Linked DNA regions of Pan troglodytes: region 1 is linked to region 2. Evidence: chromatin contacts called from public Hi-C data. All regions are on one chromosome and are shown on one strand. Each heading gives the region's core, a stretch centred on a gene start, on an enhancer-like site or on the middle of the called end of the contact. The rest is flanking DNA. Distances are from core to core; before and after follow the strand shown. Region 1 holds the start of GINS4 (GINS complex subunit 4). Region 2 holds the start of SFRP1 (secreted frizzled related protein 1).

Evidence for each region. Hi-C and Micro-C count contacts between places; a contact is called where the count stands out from the background.
Region 1: a contact with region 2 is called in a Hi-C map of stem cell-derived neural progenitor cells, with 4 times the contacts expected there. The contact joins the promoter of GINS4 here to the promoter of SFRP1 in region 2. A contact is called at or near these places in 1 of 7 Hi-C or Micro-C datasets (stem cell-derived neural progenitor cells) and 1 of 1 datasets of contacts at active chromatin or transcription factors (stem cell-derived excitatory neurons).

Annotation. Positions count from the first base shown.
Region 1 is chr7:49,828,721-49,833,538 of NHGRI_mPanTro3-v2.0_pri, forward strand. GINS4 (GINS complex subunit 4) reads left to right here and starts at 3,080. Exons shown (of 9, transcript XM_063817054.1): 1 at 3,080-3,262; 2 at 4,054-4,168. The coding sequence starts at 4,073.
Region 2 is chr7:49,610,526-49,615,135 of NHGRI_mPanTro3-v2.0_pri, forward strand. It overlaps SFRP1 (secreted frizzled related protein 1), which reads right to left and starts at 1,638. Exons shown (of 3, transcript XM_001138037.8): 1 at 770-1,638. The coding sequence starts at 1,313.

The sequences.
Region 1 (4,818 bases), core at 1,830-4,329, 220 kb after region 2:
AAAAATTAGCCAAGCGCGGTGGCACATGCCTATAATCCCAGCTACTCAGGAGGCTGAGGCAGGAGAAGCACTTGAACCCAGGAGGCAGAGGTTGCAGTGCACCAAGATCGCACCATTGGACTTCAGCCTGAGGGACAACAGCGAAATGTCATCTAACAACAACAGCAAAAAAGGTGGTGCGACTGAAATCCAAAGTGACTCGTTTAAGGTCACACCTCTATTAAGTAAGGAAGCAGAAGCTGGGCTCTAGCTCTCCAGTGGAGGAGCGGGGGAGATTGGAGAAGGTCGTTGGACCAAGAGAAGGGAAGTTTTTAAATCAATAAACTACATAATCGGCACTTGTGTAGAGACGTTATCTATGCTTGGACTCAAATATGTAACAATTAAGGAATATTAATAAACATCATTGAAAAGCTATTTGGTAATGAGAATTATGGAAGAATGCGATTGTGCTCAAAGACCACTGTTCCAGTCAGCTAATGCTACATAACAAACCACTCCAAAACTTAGGGCCTAAAACAACAACAATACTTATTTTGCTCACAAATCTGCGATTTGGGCAGGGCTCAGCAGAGAAGCTCATCTCTGCTCCCTTCATCTTAGCTGGGACGGTTTGAAGCCTCAGCACTAGAATCACCTGAAGGATCATTCAACCCAGACATCTGGAGAATGGAACAACTGGGGTTCTGGGGTTCCTCCAGTAAGGCTCCCCATCTCTGCCTGGCATCTTCATATCGACTCTCTTGCACATCGACTGCAGGCTAGCCAGACTTCTTCCACGTCAGCCCACAGCTCTCAAGAGATAGGGCTCCAGAAAAAAGAGCCAAGTGGGAGCCACATTGCCTTTTATGACTTAGTCCCAGAAGCCAAGCAGCATCACTTCTGCCAAATTCTCTTGGTCAAAGCAGTTAAAAAACTCTTTCCTGATGTAAAAGGCAAGAACAGGGCCAGGCGCTGTGGCTCACATCTGTAATCCCAGCACTTTGGGAGGCTGAGGTGAGCAGATCACTTGAGCCCGAGTTCAAGACCAGCCTGAGCAACATGATGAAACCCCACCTCTACCAAAAATACAAAAAATTAGCCAGGCATGGTACACACCTGTAGTCCCAGCTACTCATGGGGGCTGAAGTGGGAGGATCACCTGAGCCCAGGGAGGTCAAGGCTGCAATGAGCCGTGACCGCCCCACTGCACTCCAGGCTACGCGACAGAGTGAGGCCCTGTCTCTAAATAAATAAATAGAAGGTGAGAACATAGACCCCACCTCTTGATGGAGGAGTGTCAGTGTCACATGGTAAGAAGGGTATGTGGGGTGAGATCCATATTAGAGCAGCTATGTTTGGGAAACACACTCTGCCACAACCAAAAACCACTGGATTACCAAACCGTTGAAACAGACCTTGAAATAACCACCTATTTGCCACTCACAAAATTCATTTCATAAGACACAGCTCAAATGTCCCTTCCTTTTGGGAATCACGTGCTGATATGCCCCAGCTTACACAGCGCTTTGTAAAGATGCCTACTCTCTCACTCGGCTTATTCTATTGTCATTTTCATAACAGGATTGTAATCAGGCAGGTACGATCATACTATATTAGCCAATCATTTTACTAGTCAATCAATATGACATCATAGGGCAGCTTTGCAAAGAGCCCTCAGATTGATGGAGAAGAGATACTTTTAGGGAAGCCAGAAGCAACGCTTTGCACAGAAAACAAAGGACAGCAAAGAGAAAAGAATCAGCAACTCAGAGAAGAAAAACTGGATCACACAAAGATGGAAAAAATATATACATATACAGACATGGGTTTTTGTGCTTTTCCCCTCCAGAAGCTGAGTTGAAAGCATTGCCCCAAAGCAGTGATTCTCTTTTCTTTTTTCTTTTTTTTGAGATGGAGTCTGGCTCTGTCTCCCAGGCTGGAGTGCAGTGATGCCATCTCGGCTCACTGCAGGCTCCGCCTCCCGGGTTCACGCCATTCTCCCGCCTCAGCCTCCCGAGTAGCTGGGACTACAGGCGCCCGCCACCACGCCCGGCTAATTTTTTTGTATTTTTAGTAGAGACGGGGTTTCACCATGTTAGCCAGGGTGGTCTCGATCTCCTGACCTCGTGATCCGCCCACCTCGGCCTCCCAAAGTGCTGGGATTACAGGCGTGAGCCACCGCGCCCGGCCCCAAAGCAGTGATTCTCAAACCTCAGCTACGTCAGGGTCACCGGGAGGGCCTGGGTCTGGTGAAATACCCCCAGTTTCTGATTCAGTGGGCCAGGGTGGGGCCTGAGAACCTGCATTTTCGCAGATTCCCAGGCGATGCTTCTGCTGGTCGTCCGATCCCAGGCTTCAAGAACCAGTACCCACTTTGTGAGGCCGAGGTGGGAGGATTGCTTGGATCCTTGAGTTCGAGACCAGCCTGGCCATCATAGGGAGAACCTCCCCACCCCCAACCCCGCCACAGTTCTATTTTTTTTTTTTTTAAATTAAAAAATAACTGGGCGTGGTGGCGCTGGCCTGTGGTCCCAGCTACTCCGGAGGCTGAGGTGGGAGGATCGCTTAAGCCCGGGAGGCGGAGGTTGCAGTGAGCTGTGGTGGTGCCACTGCACTCCAGCCTGGGCACAAGAACGAGACCCTGTCTCAAGAAAGATGAAAAGGAATATACTGGAGATTCTGAAGGCAATGACCACACTGACCACAGGTGAAACCCCGCAAAGACGGAGGAACCCAAAGAGCCACGAGAGCTGTGGGTGGAGACGGCCCAGGAGGCTGCAGCGGCCTGCTTTCAACAGCATACTTCTGGGTGGGACCCCCCCGGGGCGGACACCGCCGCTCCCCTTGGCCGCGGTGGCGGGCGCCCCCTCCCGACGCCCTTGGGTAGTGCAACCCGGACCGCACAGCGGAGCGGCCGGCCCCCAGGTGGGCGGGGCCAACCCGGACCAGCCTCCCGCCGCCTCAAGTCCTTGCGTTGCTGGGACGGCAGGCCGCCGCGAAGACAGTCCCCGCCCGCCGGGTGGGCGGGCCCAAGGAGACCGCCGCGCTCTTCCCCCCGGGCCTTGATTGGTCAGCGTCGCCCTTGCGCGATGACGTCGTGCCTGGGCGGAAAGTTTGCGAGAGTAGCGCGGGAGCTGAGAAGTTGGAGGGTTGGGTTGGTCCCGGCAAGGCCTTGAGCAGTTTGTTCCGCTGTCTTCCCGCTTCCTGGTGCCCCGACTGCGTCCCCACGAACGCCCCGTCCTTACCGCCGGCTGCTGTGGAGTGCCTCGCTGTCTCCCAGGTCCCCGAGTGAGCGTCGAATGGGACCTCTGTGGCTAGGGCAGGCCTGTGTGGGTGGCCCTGAGAGGGAGGAGGGGAGGGGGATGTTCGCAGTTTCCTTGCGACCCCAGGGACTTTGTCCCCGCCATCCACCTCCTTAGGCCTTTGGGGTCGCCGACTGGTCTAATGTCGCCGGCCCTTGTGGCTCTGGGAAATTAGCATTGATTAATCTTCCTAACAATTTTTGTTTTTATAGAGACAGGATCTCCCTATGTTGCCCAGGCTGGTCTCGAACTCCTGGGCTCAAGGTATCTTCCTGCCTCGGCTTCCCAAAGTGCTGGGATTACAGGCGTGAGCCCGGCCAGCTCCTAATAATGTTAAGTGCTTGCTAGGAGTCAAGCGCTGTGCTGAGCGCAGGGGCTTCCCAGGTCATTGCGTCCCCAGTGCTTAGTGCCAGGCACTGAGCAGAAGCGCGATTCGTATTTGAACTAAAACGAACCCCGTCCCTGAGGAACAAGACCTCTACTGGGAAGTCAAAGAAATGAATAGTGATTGTATGGTGTGATGGGTGCTCAGCTCTTGGTGGACGGAAGTAAAGGGGAGGCTTGTTTGAGAAACGGATACCTGACCTAAGCCTTGGAGGAAGAGGCAGACACTGGAAAACTAGAGTCCCTGCGTTCTCTCACCACTTGCTAAAGGGCCTCTACAACCCCAGGAAACCTCAATAAACCTTTCCTTTCTCCAGATAGATGTCTGTTCTTGCAGATAATTAGAAAACGCATTGCAGAGTATTGGTTCTTTCCCTCTCATTAGGTTCCTGGTTTCAGAGAAGATGACCGAAGAACTGGATTTCCTGGGACAGGACTCTGATGGGGGTAGTGAGGAAGTGGTCCTAACTCCTGCAGAGCTCATTGAAAGATTGGAGCAGGTAAGCATCCCAGATCGAATCCCTTTGCTCCAGTCAGCCTTTTTATTTAGTTCAACTGTGAATATCAGGGATCACAAAATGAGGAAACGGAATTTGGGGCTTATTTCAGAACAGGGACTGGATCTTAACCATCTACATGGAAACGGGAAGCAAGAAGGACATCCTGTGTTAGAGACCTCATCATATCAAACACAGCATCCCCAAGTGGGGTCAGTAAGGGACAGCTTTGGGCACATTCAGTGAACAGTTCACAGAGCAAGGATCCACGTGATATTTCCAGGGACTGTAGAGGTCCCTGAACTTCTTTACCTTAGTCCCTTGAACATCTGCTGTTTCCCTGGAGAATGCCTGTTTAGCAAGAAAATGCTGAAATGCCTGTAAGGGAAAACTGGTCATATTTTTCCTTTTTCTCACGTTTTTTCTTGAGTCGTCTGCTCTCCATATGTCCACTGCTTATCTAAAATCCTTTCTGAAATATTTCTCCTTTAAGTTGTAATAGCTATGACTTACTGCATATTTCCCATGTGCCAGTAACTGTGTTCTTTACACTTATATCTCATGATGCTCTGGTAACAGGAGTTCAGACTATCTGGATTTAAATCTGTCTGTGACACTCCTCTGTTATGTGATCTTGAGCAAGTTAGGGAGTT
Region 2 (4,610 bases), core at 388-2,887:
AGGAGATGAACAATGAGCTAATTACATTTTTATCTTTCTAATGAGCTGAGGATTTGTGTAAATGAGAAAAGCAGGGGGTACGCTAGAGGGAGGGAGAAAAGACTTTCCACCCCCAGCCCTCCGAGGGCAGAGCTGGTACCTGGAAGGGGTGGAGAAACAGAAGTCCCCACGGTTCCTAAACTTTCTCAGCCAGTTCTGCAGCAATCCCAAGGCTACTTGACTGAATGACCAGTGAAGGAAAGGGCTTGGTTTTATTTTTTAAATCTTTGTCGAACCTATGAAAATAAACAAAAGCTGCTCCAAGCATTCTCTCGGCCTTTCTGAACTTTCTACGCTTTGGGTTTTTGTTTTTTTCCTTCCGTCTCAGAGGTTAAAAACTTCGATAGGGACTCGGAGTCCTCCTAGAGGAGAGGGAAGCTCCCCTGTTATTTAAAGCGCAAGGCTTAGTTTCAGGTATGCGAAAGGCGAAGTTGGATCCCAGGAAGAGCGGCTCCGGGGACCACAGCGAGTCCCTGCGAGGCCGAGGCGCAGAGCTGCCGCTCCCGGGCCAGCCCCGCCGTGCACCTGGGTCGCGAGGGGCGCTGAGCGATACCTGGGACAGACCAGACGCGCTTAGGAATCACGTGCACAGCATGCGAGCAACCTCCGGCCCTCAGTCCCCAGCAGCGGGACCCAGCGGCGGGCGGGCGTAGGGTGGCGCGGGTTCTCCTGCAGCTCCGGCCGGGGGATGGAGGGGGCGGCTCGCGCACGTGGGAGGAGGCAGCCTTACCTTGGGGCTTGGAGGCTTCGGTGGCATTGGGCGGCGTCATGGCGATGCAGACGTCCCCCTCGGGGAACTTGTCACACTTAAGCATCTCGGGCCAGTAGAAGCCGAAGAACTGCATGACCGGCTCACACGAGTCGCGCACGGCCTCGCAGAGCCAGCGGCACGGGTAGATGGGCCGGTCCAGGCAGACGGGCGCGAAGAGCGAGCAGAGGAAGACCTGGGTGCCGGCGTGGCAGTTCTTGTTGAGCAGGGGCACCCAGCTGCTGGCCTGCTGCTTCACCTCCGCCATGGTCTCGTGCTCCAGCAGGTTGGGCAGCACCATCTTCTTGTAGCCCACGTTGTGGCACAGCCGCAGGTCCGCGGGGATGTCCACGCACTGCGGCGGCTTGGTGTAGAAGCGCCCGCTCTGGTACGGGCCGATGTCCGACTGGAAGCTCACGTAGTCGTACTCGCTGGCCGAGCCCACGGCCAGAAGCGCCGCGCCCAGCGCCAGCAGCACGCCGAGGGCTGCCCCGCGGCGGCCCCCCACGCTGCGCCCGCTGCCCATGCCCGCTCTGCGCCCTGTTCACCGCGACGTCGGGGCTGCCTCCGCCGCCTCCCCGCGCGCGTCCTGCCGCAAACTTCCAGGGACCTCCGGGGACAAAAGGCGCCGTCCCCAGCGCTGCCCGGCTCCGCGGCCGCAAGCTGCTGCCCGGTACCCCCCGCCGGTGGCGGCCCTCGGCCTGCGGTCGGAGGCGGCGCGGGCGGGGAGCCGGCGCTGCGGGCTGGGTGCGCCCCGGCTCCGGGAGGTGCGGCGAGCAGGAAGGCGCGGGGCGGCGGGCGCGCGGCACAGACTCCGGAGGCTGCAGGGCTGGAGTGCGCGGGGCTCCTACGGCCGAGCCCTCGGAGCCGCCCCGCGCAGCCAATCAGCTCCCGGCGGGGCGAGCCGCACTCGTTACCACGTCCGTCACCGGCGCGGGAGCCAATCGCCTCCCTCGCGAGCGGGTTCGGTTTACTAGAACCAGACGCGGCTCAACACCCCTTAAAAAACAAAACCAAAAATACATAAATAAAAGGGGGAGGAGGAAAGAGACAAGGGGAAAAAAAGAAGGGGAATGGATCACGGCGTGGGGTGGAGAGAGACCAGGGCGGACGCTGTAATTAACTCGCATTGGCTTGCAGAGAAGCGGGAGCCTGGATCATACTTGCAAACCCATGAAATTATGAAGACTTTTTTTTTTTTTGAGACAAAGTTTCGCTCTTGTTGCCTAAGCTGGAGTGCAATGGCGCTATCTCCGCTCACTGCAACCTCCGCTTCCCGGGTTCAAGCGATTCTCCTGCCTCAGCCTCCGGAGTAGCTGGGATTACAGCCGCGTGCCACCACGCCCCCGCTAATTTTTTGTATTTTTAGTAGAGACGGGGTTTCACCATGTTAGCCAGGCTGGTCTCGAACTCCTGACCTCAGGTGATGCTCCTGCCTTGGCCTCCCAAACTTTTTTTTTCTTTTTCTTTACACTGCTTCCTAATTTCAACCAACAGCCCTTTAGACTAGCGGCTCCTCTCCTCGGTTCTCTAGCTGCGGTGCAGACAGGTGGTTTCCCAACTAACAGGGGGTCAGGAAGGCTGAAGCGAGGGAGGTCTGCTTGTAAATCCCTAGTGGGCCTGGCTGGGCTCCCTGGAAGGCGAGGCGAAGGCGCAGTTGGAGCTGTTTGCTGTGAGCAACACCTCTCCAGGTGGGGCCGCCCGTGGTGGCCCTCAACACTGGGGCAGTGGGTGGACTTTGCCCGGTGTGGCGGCAGGAAGAGCTGCTAGCAACGGTATTAGCTCTGGGAGAGCACTTTTTAAAATATATAATATATATTTCAATAGAAAAACCCTACTCAAGTCCTAGCCCGGGCGACAGCACATCTGTGTGTTTGTGGTGTGGAAAGCCAAAACATTAAAAACATATGTGCACTTATCAGCGTGGCTGGTGTAAATACCAAGTCCATCACTCAGGCACACATGCTAAGGTCAGACCCAGTCCAGGAACTTCAAGTTAAAATCAAGGGTCCCCACTAGGGCAGACGCCAAGAGGACGGTATCAGCACAACAGCTCGGCCCCCAGGAACAGAAGTCTCTCTGCCACCTTCTACCTCGAATTCCTGAGAATTCTTCGTAGGTTTCAAACATTCCCCTGAGAGGGAGGGTTAAGCTCTGGAGAGCTGGGAGTGAGACCCGGACTATCCCGGGACAGAAGACCACAGCAAATAGTTCATGAAGTTCCTGGAGTCTCCACATCTTCTGTCCCTAAGTGCGGGTGGAGAGAGGCTGATATATTCATAGCCCAGTCTGAGCGCACACCCCATGTGGCAAAGGGGTCACAGATCTTAGCGCTCCACAGAGACACTGTAGGGCACGCTGCCTTGCCCGCCAGCTTGTTTGTAAAGCTCTAGGGAGCTTGCTTTGGACTCTGCAAACCTAATTTCTTGATGGACAGATTCCAAGTGAAATGACTAGACTTTGTGAAGAAGCAGGGCTGTTTTCTTAAAGCAATCGTGCCCGTACAGACACGGTGATTCCACGGTGCACACAGGAGGCTTCTGCAGATGGATGACTTCTCTGTCATTTCGTGGCCAATGGAAGATGCCTTGACACTCAAAAGGTGACATGGAGGCTGGAAGGAAAACACAGAGAAGAGAGAGCAAGATCGGGATGGCCAAGGGTTAATCCCAAGACAATTGGTGAGGCCGGCCTGTGGAGCTGAGGAAGACATTCCTCACAGAGAATAGACCGCAGGATACCCGGCAACCGTGTCTCAATTCAAGGGGCATTTAGAGAAAAATGCTGTTTGGTAGGGGGTCTTTTTGTCTCCTAGGGCCAGGCCCTCTGCCTCAAGCCAAATGCGTCTGTTTGCTCACTGCAAAGATGGATGTTTGCAGATAACATCCTCTCACCTCTGAACCCAGGCTTAGCTGACCGCTCACTCACGTTTTCAGTTTTCCCGAATGGCAGGAGGACTTGTTTCTGTCCACGGTTAAATGCTGGAAATTCGTCCAGGTGACTGCCCTGGAAGTCCCAAGTCAGGAGTAAATCTCACAAATCCATTCAGGGGAAGACCTCGCCTATGTCTGGTCACTCCGAGTAGACTTTGATCACCTCCAGTCGCCACTTCCCCCACTCACCCCTAGTGGTCCTACTGCTTTACTGACCCCTGCTGGGAACACAGTTGTCTCTCGGTGGAACAGGGAGTGATGGGAGAAGACCCCAAATCCTAAATCCAGTGCACTCCTGACTCCTCCCAGACCCAGCTGGAAAGGAAGGACCCTAAGACCTCAGTCCCACCGAGAGACTTTAATCCATTCCTGGGATGTGGGAGAGGGACCACCCGCCCCCCGTCCTCTCGGGCAATTCACATGCTGCATAACAGCACCAGGCAGAACAGCCTGAAGACTTTGTATTGCAGAGGTACATACAGTACTTTTGTCCTTTTACTTATTGTCAACTCTTTGCACTTCAAAATCCAGTCCCCCTTTTCCGAATGGCAAGTGTGTGTGTGTTTGTGTGTGCATGCACTCCTGTGTGTACAGCAGAAGGTTCTAGAACAAAGGCCCTTTAAACATGCAACTGACATGACAGAGCTCCCAGATATGAGAGTTCCTGAGTATGAGAACTGTGGGCCAGGAGACATATCCTCCCTCCTTTTTGAATGGCTTAAATAAACAGAGGCAAAATGCAGCTTTAACTTATGTTTCTCATTTCCCAAAAGTTCTGCTTTTCCCACACTGCTAGATGCCCATGCATGAAGCCTGAAAGTTCGTCCTCTGTTGCTTCAAAACACCAGCTTGAGGAGGCATTCTCAGTTCTTCAGCCTCCACAGAGGGTC